Linked DNA regions of Pungitius pungitius: region 2 is linked to region 1. The links are chromatin contacts, called in public Hi-C maps. All regions are on one chromosome and are shown on one strand. Each heading gives the region's core, a stretch centred on a gene start, on an enhancer-like site or on the middle of the called end of the contact. The rest is flanking DNA. Distances are from core to core; before and after follow the strand shown.

Region 1 (6,665 bases), core at 1,938-4,437:
ATCTATGGGACCACAGCTGTGTGTGAAGAACAAAGATGTAGATGAACATCAACAAATGGGTAATGTGCTCTAGATCAAAGCAGAGCTGTAAAATGAGCAAAATTTACAACACATGCAACACTATAGAAAATATTTGACTGCAATAAAACATGGACGTAGCTTAGTTGTAAAGCATGAAGTTACAGTATTGACTGTATTTATGAGTTTAAACGCCTGTGCGTCCTTTAGGAAACCTTTGATTTCATTGACCCTTTTAAATATGAACAGGTTACTTGAGTGGTGTTTTCATAGCGTGGCGAGCCCGACCCAACAATCTTTAATACGTGGAAACTAAGAGCAGGACGGACTGTGGGACTTTCTTTTCCCTCAGTGTGTGCTGGCTCCTCTGATTCCTCAGACTATCGTGGCCTAGCGTCGGGCCCAGGGCATCAAACCTCGGGATCACAAGCCGGTCACATGCTGCCGTTGCCAGGCACGGGGAGCAGCTTATCCCGCTGCAGGAACCCAGTAGTACGCACATGAATGACCATCACAGGATAAACCTGTCTGCAGGGCTACTCTGAGTGAGCATTCAGTGTGTGTGTGTGTGTGTGTGAGTATAAGATAGAGCGCCCTTTTCTTTGGGTTTACTGAGAATTGCACCTTCTTTGAAGCTCTCAGGTTACAGCAGTTCATACCACTAACTACAGAATATTTAACAACCACTGACATGAAGTAAAGCTTTCTGTTAATGTTATTATTATTTTGCCCTAACCAGACACAAGAGGGCAGCATGACCCATTTGTTGCCATTTAAACAGAAGAACAGTCAACAGGATTTTAGGATCACCAGTTGTAATTAGAACGGGAGGAATTGAAGGTCCAGCTGGAAGGTCATGTGACTTTTTTCAGTTCACAAAGATTAATCACATGAAAAGCCCTGGAAAGGACAACTTCAAAGGGAGACATTTTACATAGATTACACATTGTTGCCCAAGGAGCTAACGACCTGTGAATCGGATCGGACCCCCTGTTGAAGACCTCTGAATTAAGGTAACCATAATCACTATCAATGAAAATAAATGTTAGTTACAGCCCAAGGATGGCTGGATTTTTCTGTATTGATAAGAGTGGCTCCCTTTTATTTAGGACTTTCATGTCTGCAAGGTGCATTTCACATACGGCACCATCCCTAGTTTGTGTGCTGTCTCTATTTTCAGGGTTTCCTCGACAACATGACAGCTTGTCAACCTGTGTTGACAGTTAACAATCGACACTGAGGCTGCTTCTAGTTTGTATCCACCCAGACTCTGGATCAGACTTTGGAAAAACCTGCCAGCGGATCTGAGGACACGTTCCCTTTGCTAAAGCGCTTTGAAAACACACCCTTTCTTTCAAAATGTTATAAATAAACAATGCTTACAGTGTTACACGTTATCATTATGTTATACTACATGCTACATTCAGGACTTAATATCTGCATAAATCTGCCAATGATAAAATACGTTTTCCACTTGATTACATTGTGTTTTAACTAGTTTCAACATTTTTGGAGAGTGGAGTGGAACAAATATGGGAGGACAGACCTGCCTTTTGCGTCCAGCTGTTTGACTGACGTGAAACTTGTTGCCATCATGACACTGTTTCAACCTAGGAGGAAGTATCTTGGCTCAAATGTAAATCATGATCAATGTTTAGTAAGTGTCAATACCTGGTGCAACACAATCAAGATGATGAGGCTTATTAGCAATGAATGGCAGAGCTTAGATGTTTACCATATGTCACAATCATGATGATTAGTTCAATTCAAACAAACAAATGACAATTTCCCAATCTTTACATGTTCACTGAAGCATGAATCACATTTCACGGGAAATAATGTTTCATAACGGATGTCCTCATTTCTGTGTTGGCATTATTTGTTCTCTATTTGTCCTACTTAGTGTAGGAGTATCACAGACAACTGACAACCCTGTAATTCATCTATGTCTCCATGGCAACCATAGGTATCCAGTGTTATTTTGAAATGCCATTGAATAATTGATTTACCGACTGTGTCACTGACTGGATGATTTATCTTACATTTCAATCCAATTCTTCAATCAATCTCACGTTTTAACATCGAATTAAATTTTCACGCAAATTTGCATCAATCACGTTTCAAGTTTCCTCCTGTAGCATCAAAGAGTGGAATTTGTGTGTGCGTGTGTGTGATTGTGTGTGTGAGAGAGAGAGAGAGAGGGAGAGAGAGAGAGAGATTGACTTGATTGGCTGCATATTTTACTACAGCAGTGAACGGTTGCCATGGAAATGAGACCACAGATTATTCTGGTATTTCATTTGTTTTAAACCTCAGAAAATCCAAGACATGTTGTAAAGCGACAGCAGACAGAAACTGGGTCTGAGTCTCCAGGCATTGTTGACGTCAATGTAAGTGATCAAGAAACCATTTACATGTTCAGGGAGATTCTCTGATAGACAATAACACCAGCGTATTCAAGAGATCTATATAACTCATATAACCTTTAATCTAAAATGAAAAGATTTTACAGTGTTAGCAGCGGCGTAGGATTATATTCATCCTGCAGCTTTTATTGATATGCACCACTTTGGTGGCTGTTTGATTGAATATCTGACTTTATGACCTTAAAACAAATGCTGGACTTTATCACCAGCTTTAGTCTCTGTGATATAGTCTGAGGAGGATGGCCAGGTACATGCTGGCCGGCAGGTCCCCCGTGTCCTTCAGAGGATCCAGCTCTTGACTCACTCACACACACACACACACACACACACACACACACACACACACACACACACACACACACACACACACACACACACACACACACACACACACACACAGGGAGAGAGAGGTCAGGGTTAGTAAGGCTATCACTGCATCAGCTAAAGCCGCGTCCAGCCTGTTTGTGTGTAAAAGACAGTGTGGGAATTGATGTAGTTGTGTGCGTGGGTGTGTGTGTGTGCGTGGGTGTGTGTGCTTGTGTGTAGCCTATATCTATGCCCCTTTAATGGTCTGTTAATCCCAAATGCATTTGGCTGGCAAATTAATCCAAGCCTTGTCAAAACCAAGCTCTCTAAAGCCCTTTCTATCTCCCTATCTCGCTGTCTCTCCCTCGATGTCTCATTCTCTCTCTCTCTCTCTCGGGCTACTCGCAATCAGTGGGCCTGTATCTCCAGATGGTATCTTGGAGGTAGGTGTGATATCGAGGGAAAGACAGAGGGAGAGAGAGAGATAGAGATAAAGAGAGAGAGGGGAGAGAGAGAGAGAGAGAGAGAGAGAGAGTGAGGGAGTATGACCTGTGACGCCATCGCAGCTTCCTTATTGGAGGCGGAGAGGAAAAGGACAGGGGGGTTCATTTGTTGCCATAGTGAAAAAGTAGATTACGCACCGACAGCATGATACGCTGATGGACGCGTGAGGGATGCTGTGTTTCTCCAGGGGCATTCACCTGTCCTGCAAGCAAAGGTATGTAACTTCTATTGCTTTCCATTCTTGGAGGTGGAAATGATGCAGTGGCGTGACCGAGTAGAGAGCGTTTATCATGCATATATTTCACCTGAAGCAGCAAGTTCATGGGGATGCACCTCAAAGTGACGCATACAACCATTTACAAACAATCACTTATATTATATTACGGGGAGAAAAGGTGTCTATAGGCTTCTCACTTGGAGCTGATGGCGACATATGATATATTTTAATTTATAAATTCCCTCCTCTGCAAAGCTTGCAAACGTCAGCGAAAGGGTTGGTTATCAAAAGTCGTTTTAATTTTTTTAGCCCATTCTCCCCCGAGATACATTTCTAAATAAAACAATCCTCAGAATCAATCGTTATCATGCCATTAAGAGCTGAGTACGCAAAGAATCTGATTTCGTTACTGCCGGTGGCCGTCAGTCACCGGAAGATATGACTGCGACGTCCGCCGCGAAGCAGGACGTTTCCATTAGATTTGTATTGATTTTTTTTATTTTTATCTTTATCGTTAATGATTTGATCTTTGTGGGACTTTTAAACGGATTCCAGGCGAAACTGTAAGCCCGCAGCATAGGTTAATTGCTTCTTACTCCCGGGACGGCTGTGGAACTTCAAAATGTTATCGATCGCATCCAATGCGTCGTTATCCGAGCCCAGTGTCACCTCTGATGCCTGTGATCAGAGCGGCTGGACGGACGGTCCATCTTCATTCTGCAAATTAGGAATGTGTAGGCAGAGCACCGGGCAGACTGAGTCGGGTGGAGGAAAATGCAAAAACAAACGTGACGAAAAAAAAAAAGTAACGACATCAAACAAACCACTAAGCTGGGCTTGAACCACACACCGCCCGGTGTCTCGCTATGTGTCTATCTGTCCGCTGCCCCCCTCTGCTGGCGCGATTTAACACACCCTGCATACTTGGGAACCCTCTAAAAACACGTGTTGGCTAAAACGCCGCGTACACTGATGCTTGTTAAAGCGTTTAAATCGCATGTTGTGTTGTTGGTACCGGAACTCAGCTCTGATTGGCTGAATCACTCTCGAGCCCTTTGATAGGTGTCATGTCAAATTCTTCACCCCCAATTAGTCTCCTTCGTCGCGTTGTTGTAAAGGTATAGTTGACGACTTTTTGGTGTTAAATAGGATAGAAGTGGAGTTTGGGGAATATTGGAATCACAAATTGACGAGGAGTTAGCAAGGTAAACGTAGTGGAGCCGCCTTGAAGCTAGGCTAACGTCCGCGGAATAATTCTGCTAACGTTAGCTAGCTGTTAGCCGAATATGCGTACCATAAAGTAGCGTATCACTAGCTTAAAGTTAACTTGACCTTATTCGCTAAAAATATTTGAACTAGTTACATCTAACTGTTAACTCATACAAGTTTAGACGTTTGACGCAACACAAGCCCGTCGCACTTTAATAAGTTAAGTAACGTTAGTCTGCGGACCATCTGCTAGCTTGACGAAGTTAAACTTCTTGTTGGTCCTCGCTTCTCATCACATCGGGAAGGAAGAGGTCAGATAAAGGACAGCCGGAAAGGAATGCCTAAAAACAAACGTGAGGCCAAGAGGGGCTAACTTTTAATTTAAATGTGGGGGTTTGGGTCAAATTAGAAAGGTAACATTTGGGAATATTGGGGCGGGTGAGCGGGGGGAATAGCGGAGAGAGGAGAGGAGAGGAGAGGAGCGGGGGGCGAGGGGCTGGAGAAGGAGGAGACGAAACGGTTGGGATGAAGAAGAGAGGTGTTTGGAGACAGGCTCAGGTGTGCGTGACGGGAAAACATCTCGAGCTCACAGGCTACTGGGTGAGTGAGTGACTGAGTGACTGGGTGTGTGTGTGTGACAGTACACGCCGGGCTGCACATAATCGGCAGGATCTTTCCTCTGCGGCAGCAACTTGAAAACCTAATTATCGAGCGGGACCGTGCAAGTGACGCCGGAGGGGACATAGATTCATATAAGGTGAGATTTACAGTTCGATTTGACAGAATCCATTGGCTCCATGAAAGACAAATGCATTTCCTCAGACTTATCCTCCCTACCCTGCTCAATATTCTGCTCAGAGTGATTTTGTCGCACTTTGGTATCACCTATTGTTCTTGCAGTGTTTATTTGAATGGATTCACCTCCCAGTGAGATCTGGACAATTCATCCTTGAGTTGAATTGCAAAGGTCACACCCGGTAGCTATGTTACCCGGTTAAAAGAATAGAGCAGCCGGTTGCACCGAAGCGAGCGGTGGGAAAATCAATTCACGCGAATAAGACGGAGAGGGATCAGAAACGCTGTTTACACCCGCGCATTCTGTGGCTATGTTCATTTCAGACGGTGTCTCTGTCATGCCTTTGCACCATTCGCTTGTAAAAAAAAGAAGAAGACAAAATGCGTGTTTGTTTAAATTGGTGCAAATGACGGACTCTAGTATCTCTCCCGTCGCGTGGGACGGATGCGCGGCGCTGCGCCAGTCGTCGTCGTCGTCGTCTTCGTTGTTCCTGTTGTTGTGCTCTCTGGATCTGATGTCTCTCTCGCAGACAGCAAGTTTGACCGAACGTGTCTGTAATGGGGGAGAAAGTCCGTGATAAAACCTTGGCAGGAAGAAGTGATGTTAAGGTCCGAGCTGGTGTGGGAGAGGGGCTCCGCTGTGTCACCTGTGCAGGGCAGCAGGTAAACCCGTGAGTGTGTTTCCCCTCTGCGACGACACACACACTCATGTATTATTAATAATATAATATAATAGTTTGCGGTGGCTCGTCGTTTGCAGTGAAGGTATTTGGCTTTATCCCGTGCATGAATGGGTTTAGAGAGATTCTGATGGTGTTTGACATTGTCCCACCCTTTTATTGTCGCATAAGGTCATTGAGTGTCACGTCTTATTTATTTAGTGGTACTTGAGAGGGAATACAAATTTGCTGTAGCGGTCTGGGAAAATACACTAGAGACACAAATGTGATTGTCTCTTAGCCCAAGCGATGTGGTCTGGGAGACGGCAAAAGCTCCCAGTGGCACTGTGAGAATTCTTATTACATAGCAGTGGTTGGTGAGGATTCAAAGATACCTTTTTAACTTTAAACTTGCTAAAGCACCTTGTTTCCTGAGGCCCAGGTGCAAAAACAATAGTGCCTCTGTCCACTCGAGAACAACAGCGAATGAAACCACATTGTCACATGCCCACTCATCAAAAGCCTTCCCAG
Region 2 (6,665 bases), core at 3,037-5,536, 140 kb after region 1:
GTACCAAAATGACACACGGAAACAAAAGTATGGCCTACTCACAGACAGAGAAAACGTCGGACATGACGTTGCCCACAGAGCAGCGGAGGGAAGTCGGAGGGAAGTCGGAGCAGTTGACGTAGGCGGCGTTGGAGATGTTGAAAGTTGTGGTGTCTGGATCCCTCATTTTACTGTTGTTCATGACCTTCAAACTCCCCGGTGCGTGCCACGTCACCTCGGAGTCCGGGAAGCCGCCGTGTGAGGCACATCGCACCAGGCAACTGGAGCTGTGGGTGGTGTCGCTGCAGTGCCCCGTGAGCGTAGGTCTGCTGTAGTTTGCTGTGAGAGAAAGAGCACAAAAAGTGCACTGTCGAGCCCTGGTACGGTTTGTGTAGCACAGCTCACTTGAAATGCAATGAAGTAGGTTTTTAAAAAAAAATCAAAATCATACCTGTGACAGTCAGGTGTAGTTGCACGTGTTCAATTTTCTTTTGGTCACTGTACTGGATTATGCACTGATAGTCACCATCATGTGAGGGTTTCAAATTGTACATGAACACGGTGGTCTTGTCGAGATCCACCCTGGTGTTATCCCATGCCCCCGATACGTTTTGCGTTGCATAGTAGCCGTTCACAAATGTGTCGCCCTTCTGGATGTACAATAATGCCAATGTCCTTTGTTTGTGAACAGGGCAGCCGAAGGTCACGTTTCCGCCCACCTCCCCTCTGTAGTGATTTGAAGCAGCACCTTGCGGATAAAACAAAAAAATAAATCAGTTATCAAGCGTAAAGTGTCAGAACTCGCTGGGGAAAGCTTTGTGAAACATTATGAAAAGCTGTCACATCATAAAAAGAATCAATCGTGTATGTAAGATATGTCAATCATAATATTTGGAGTATAATATAAATGTTAAAATACAATCAAGAAGGGGGAAAGAGTTGTGTAGAGTATTACTGGGTCAGTGCTGCACGTCAGAAAGTAAAACCATTAACAAAAAGGTTTTGCAACTTGAAATATTAAATACAAGTAGTAAACTACGAGTAAACAGCCTGACTTCAGGCTTCGTAGAGTTAAGGTTTTTGTTTTTTTAAACTACTTCTCTGACGTAGGTGACTTATCTCAGTTCCTCCTTAATCCAGCGTTCTGTCCTTTAAATTTAAAGAAAAACAAACAGCTAATAGTGTCCCCTCCACGTTGTACATGATGTAAAGGTCACAGTATCAGCATTTTGCTATATCTCTTTTAATTTTCACCTTTTTGCGTAGGTGTTTTCGGCCTCCCCCTTCATGTTTCACTTTTGATCTTACTCCAACAAAAAACATGCTTTCTTCCCCTAGCTAGAAATTTATATTTTTGTTTCTGATTTATGGTCCTTAAAGGTTCAGTGCGTCTGTACTGTGAGGTAAATAGCTCATATTATTAAAGCTATGTATTACATATAGGTGCTCAACATGACTGTGGATGGGCTCTATGAAGAAGTGTTTTTTGCCAGGAAAGCAAATTAAGAGATACATTTCCCCAAATTCACTACAGAACAAAGACAACGGCGTGTGATATGAGGGTGATATGACAGAACTGCCCACCTGTGACATCAGTGTGCCATGTCGTAATCCATACCAGCAGCTGGATGAAAATATTCACATTTCTGGAAAGGCAGATGAAAACACTTGATTCCAAACATGATTATTCAGGTAATCCTTGGGCCTATAAAGCCATGCGTAAAAAGAGCTTCCTCATTTGCCCCTTTGCCCAAGTATTTTAGAATTGAGGGGTTAATTTGGTAAATATGAGATTGTGACACAGCTTCCTCTGTCACTAACCGTCAATCTTTGTTAAGGTGACGTCACTGTGCTCACTCTCCCATAAAAACAAGTACACACCATATAAGTTATAGTACGGTGAAACCCTTCACTCAGTTGAGCAGGATGAATGTGTGAGTATATTAATTTATGGGTCCTTAAGGTGTGGAGAGTGAGGAGAGTTAACTTATCGACACATGAGATTTAAAGCAAAGGAACAAAGGAACACCGCTATGGACCACGGTGATACTTCAGCAGTAATACAATGTAATAATGTGTCCCAATAGCAGCTAGCAGTAGTGACCGTGTAACTGATGAAACCTGTGTGGTAGTTCTCAGACCAATAATTGTTCAAATTTGTTTTTGTTATTTCCAGGAATCGCTCTCAGATGCCCCACCCAAATGAAAATTCAGAAGTGGTGATGACAGTTCAGGTCCCACTCTTTACTGAGGCCATCATATCTTAAGCTCTCATCTCATCTCATCAACATTATTAGGGCTTTGGGTACTCACGGGAAAAGTTGATTGCAATGTGGCTCCTGTTGAAAAGACAAACAAGTTAATCACAGTAAAAATATTGATCATCTTTTGATTTGGTATCTTTTAAATCAGTGCCAAATACCATGAATCATAGAAAAATACTCAACCAGCTCCTTTTAAACCACCAATAGTTCCTCATAAATGTGCATGCTTTGTAAGTTTAAACTGTGCGTTCATACGCTAAACACGTTTTTATTTATGCACAAACAAAATGCAGTTGAATGGGAAGTATCTGCCTGGACCTTGACAGCCAGTCTTGCACATGAAAACTATTTCTGACACTCAGACTGTTTTCAACAGATACCAAAAAAGAGGAAAGTCCCATTACAGTGTCTGAGGAAGCCTTTTGCTTTTCAGAAGGGCGTGGGCCCGTACCGGCACACTTTAGACAGTTCCTTCTAGTATTCTGTTTTTTTGCAACGGTATTGAAACCCAGTGTTGAGTTTAGGTTGTGCAAATGTTCTATTTCAGTAAGTACAAGAACTTCAAGACATGATTGTTTGAGGCTACTACTTTAGCAACAACTAAAATGTCAGGCATCACGTGAATTTCCTTCTTGGTAGGCCGCAGTGTAACAGGACAATTACAGGGAAAGAGAGTGAAAGCTTTGTGCTGAACGTGTTTTCTTGTGCTCGCTTTATTCATACAGACTACATACATACACCGTCCAGAAATAATCACGCTACTTTCGCTCTTTTGACAAAAGTCTCGTGGATTCAAACTTCCCAAATTCCAAATGAAACCTCCGTTAACCGTGATTCATAATAATCTTAGGGATGTCTTGACAAAAAACACTTCTGAGGGAATTCCCAAGTGACGTGCAATTAAAAAAATACTGTAAACAGGAACTAGTTCCTTTTAGAGTCATACCAGATAAATAATGAAAGTTATATTAATAAATATGCCATTGTTGACTCATTATCACACATCAGGCATTATCAAAAAAAAAAAAATCTGTTTGTTACAGTGACACCTAAAATAAAATAATCACATGATACAATACAATAACTTTATGCCAAGTAATAGCAATGTCATATTTTTTAAGATATGAATGTATATAGTTCAACGTATTGTAGGAAATATAGTGTAAACAAGTAAATCAACCATACATGTAAAAGCAGAGAGGGTTTATGGAGCATTGTGATTCACTTTGACTACAGCAATAATTAGAGTAGTAAATGGCTCCGTTGGAACGAGGACTGCCACACACCCTGCTGCATTGTTTTGACACAATAAAACGCATGCCGGCAGTTTGATCAAAGGCCCGAAACCACCTATCAGTTTCACACTTTAATCTCCCACCGACGATCATGTCTTTCTAATGTCGGAGCTCTTTGATACAATACGAGATTCATGTTTGTGTTTGCTGAACGTGATCAAGTTGAGGTGAGAGACTTGAGGTAGGTATTGATAAACAGGGTCATCTAGATGAATCCATATTCCTGGTATTCACGCTTTCTTTAACACTAGTCGCTTAATGACTATGAATCAGTCCTCTATGGATCAGCGGATACATGTTGATACACGTATCTGTCACTCTGCACACAGAGATGAGTAAAGGAAACTATTTCAAAATTGATATACCAGCAGTGATTATTCCCTCTGTAAGCAGTTAGCATTACAGAAGAGAGTGAGATCATCTGTTATGGTTTATACTATATTTTTGTTTACTACGATATAGCACCTAAAACCTTCATGGGAAGGGTTTAATTTACTGCACAGAAAAGACACACACACATCGACACCTGCGCGTACAAAAAAGGCATTAACATGCTCCTGCTCAATAGAGTTATAAGTTCTTTATAGAGAAACTTACGTAAATGCATTAGAGAGTCTTTCTTTGCACCATTAACGTGACCGACAACAGTGAAATGTCTTGTTTTCAAATGAGACAAGGAAAGAGAAGAGGACACACTTACCATTGCGCTCGGCAGTCAGCTGGCTCTGTGTTAGTCTGAGAGAAAGCACTTCCTCTTCATAAACAGAGGGGTGGAGCCGAGGGAGTCATCCACTGCGCAATCTATGAGCTCAACCTAACCATGTGGTGTTATGATTTGTAGATTAACCAGAGATTACTACACTAGGAGCCTGAAACTGACAGCTAGAGGGATATCAGCCACGGCTCTTTTTACTGACACGTCACTTTGTCTATTCTTTAATAATCCACAACAGCAAATATAAGATATCTAACTAATAATTGTTTTTCTGAGATTAAGAAATGGGCCTCCACAGAATGGTAAGGGTGAGAGAGTTGTGTGTGTTCAGGTGTGTAACTGTTACTATGGCGACGTCACAGAAGCCGTCCTTGTCTGCTTATCAGCTCAATCTAAAACTCACGCGGGTGGATTCTTTAGAAGGGACCATTATATCTGCTGCTGTGGGTTTTTTTTTTTTTTTTTTTTTACATGATTGGTTTCAGGAAATACTTCCAGTTGATTGACCTGAGTAACTCAGCCAGAAGAGGAAACTAAAAGACAAAGCGTCCCTTAGTTTAATGAGACCATTATTACATAATTTGTTCCTTTCTATGACATTACAGTAGAAGTAGAAAAAATGATTTGATGATGAGACAATCCTGTGATTATGCGTTTGTTTTAGTCTTTTCTTAGACTGGGTATGCAATACAACCACTTAGAAGCATGAGAGTTCCTTTCAAGTAGGATATACTATATTACATGACACATGTCATTTAGCTGATGCTTTTATCCAAAGCGACTTACAATAAGTGCATTTCAACCATCAAGATACAAACCCAGAAGAACAAGAAACAAGAAAGTGCAATTTCATCAAATAAGACGATTCACAACTGGCTATAGATAAGAGCCATTATACGTACAATTTAAGAGCTACAATTTGTTTTGTGTTTTTTAGTCAAGGTGTAATCTAAAGAGGTGTGTCTTTAGATTGTGCATCATAGCAGTATGAAGCCATATTGTGATTGGCATTGTGTGCAGTTTCTTTTTCGGTAGCACCGTAGAATACGTTAATCCCAAAAGGGAGTTAATATGCTGATTTAAGGGAAACTGTCCTTAATTAGATCACAGCTGAATAATTTAGGGAAGTGTGGCGGAAGATTTGCACAATCGTAAAATAAGAATAAAGGCTCTGAATCAAATATGTCTTTTTCGTTTATTCTCTCGTAAGGGAAAAAAAGTCACAAAAACGTTGTGCTCATGTAGGCTTCTCTAGATACAGGGCTGGGCAGTTCTCATACTTCAGCCAAGTTGTATGTGCCATGAACATAAACTCGCTTACATCCAACAACTTATTGTTACACTAAGGCCAAGGCATCTTATCAGTGTGAGAAACTTCATCGCAATACTTTTCCACAATCCCAGCATGCCCTTACAATCCTTAAACTGTACGTACAATGAAACATTTGAAGGGTTGCATTTAGTTTGCACATAACAGAAGATACATGGAACAAGGGGGATTTTCCATGCGTGTTCCTGAAATATTTATTAAAAAGTACCCAAACAGTTGGGCCTCTTACTCATTTGTCCTTGTTTCTTTCTTGTTTCAATCACAACCCATGTTTGTATGCTACTATGTTTCCCGCTGTCCATCCTTGTCCAAAGATATTGACACAAACTTGAATAGTATATAGGAAGCAGGAATGCTTGTGTTGAGGATTATTGGAATGAGAGGGTATTCGAATTTTGACATGCAGGAGAATTTAATTTGACAATGGAATATAAATAAGTGTTTTAATTAAAATTACATATTACAAAACAGATGGCAAAGCATCTTCTCTGTAACTTGGGCACTGTGCACTCTTGCCGCCGTGGTTTTCAAAGATTTGTTGGTCAGTGTGAGATGAAAGGCTTGAAGAAAATAACTAAATATTCATTCATTCAACTAATGCCAGCTTTCATTAGTTATTTTCTGTGTAAAAAAAATGCTCCCCCAAACTAAAGAAATGCACACTATTTTTACAAGCAAAAATAAAGCACTTGCTGCTGCAAAGTCTGCAGTTGATATCAGCTATCTGTTTCTGTCTTTGGAAACTCTTCAGCCTAGATGACAACAATGCTGCATTAATAAATTGTCAGAAGTGTGGATTGAGCAAAATTAGATTGTAACCAACTGATAATTCAAGAGGCAATGGCATGGAATAGTTTGGAGGCTGTTTTGAGAAATATAGTTATCAGTGTAAACCTAAGAATAAATAATAAAGTTAAAGCATTGGTAACTTGAACACGTCAATAAAGGCCAGTGTGCCACTGACACTGGGAATAACAATTCATCTTAAATCCCGTGATCTTCTAAAATATATCAATGTGATGGAAAACCCTAGATGAACCATGGCTGGAACCTCCCGTCTATTAAGCTATTCTAAGAATCAT

Evidence for each region. Hi-C and Micro-C count contacts between places; a contact is called where the count stands out from the background.
Region 2: a Hi-C map of muscle shows a contact between it and region 1, with 5 times the contacts expected there. The contact joins the promoter of LOC119222934 here to the promoter of grm5b in region 1. A contact is called at or near these places in 2 of 2 Hi-C or Micro-C datasets (both in muscle).

The regions. Positions count from the first base shown.
Region 1 is chr3:6,374,736-6,381,400 of fPunPun2.1, forward strand. grm5b (glutamate receptor, metabotropic 5b) reads left to right here and starts at 3,188. Exons shown (of 18, transcript XM_037448850.2): 1 at 3,188-3,468.
Region 2 is chr3:6,515,529-6,522,193 of fPunPun2.1, forward strand. LOC119222934 (T-lymphocyte activation antigen CD80) reads right to left here and starts at 4,287. Exons shown (of 8, transcript XM_037479958.2): 1 at 4,239-4,287; 2 at 2,293-2,318; 3 at 1,564-1,625; 4 at 431-727; 5 at 43-318. The coding sequence starts at 4,241.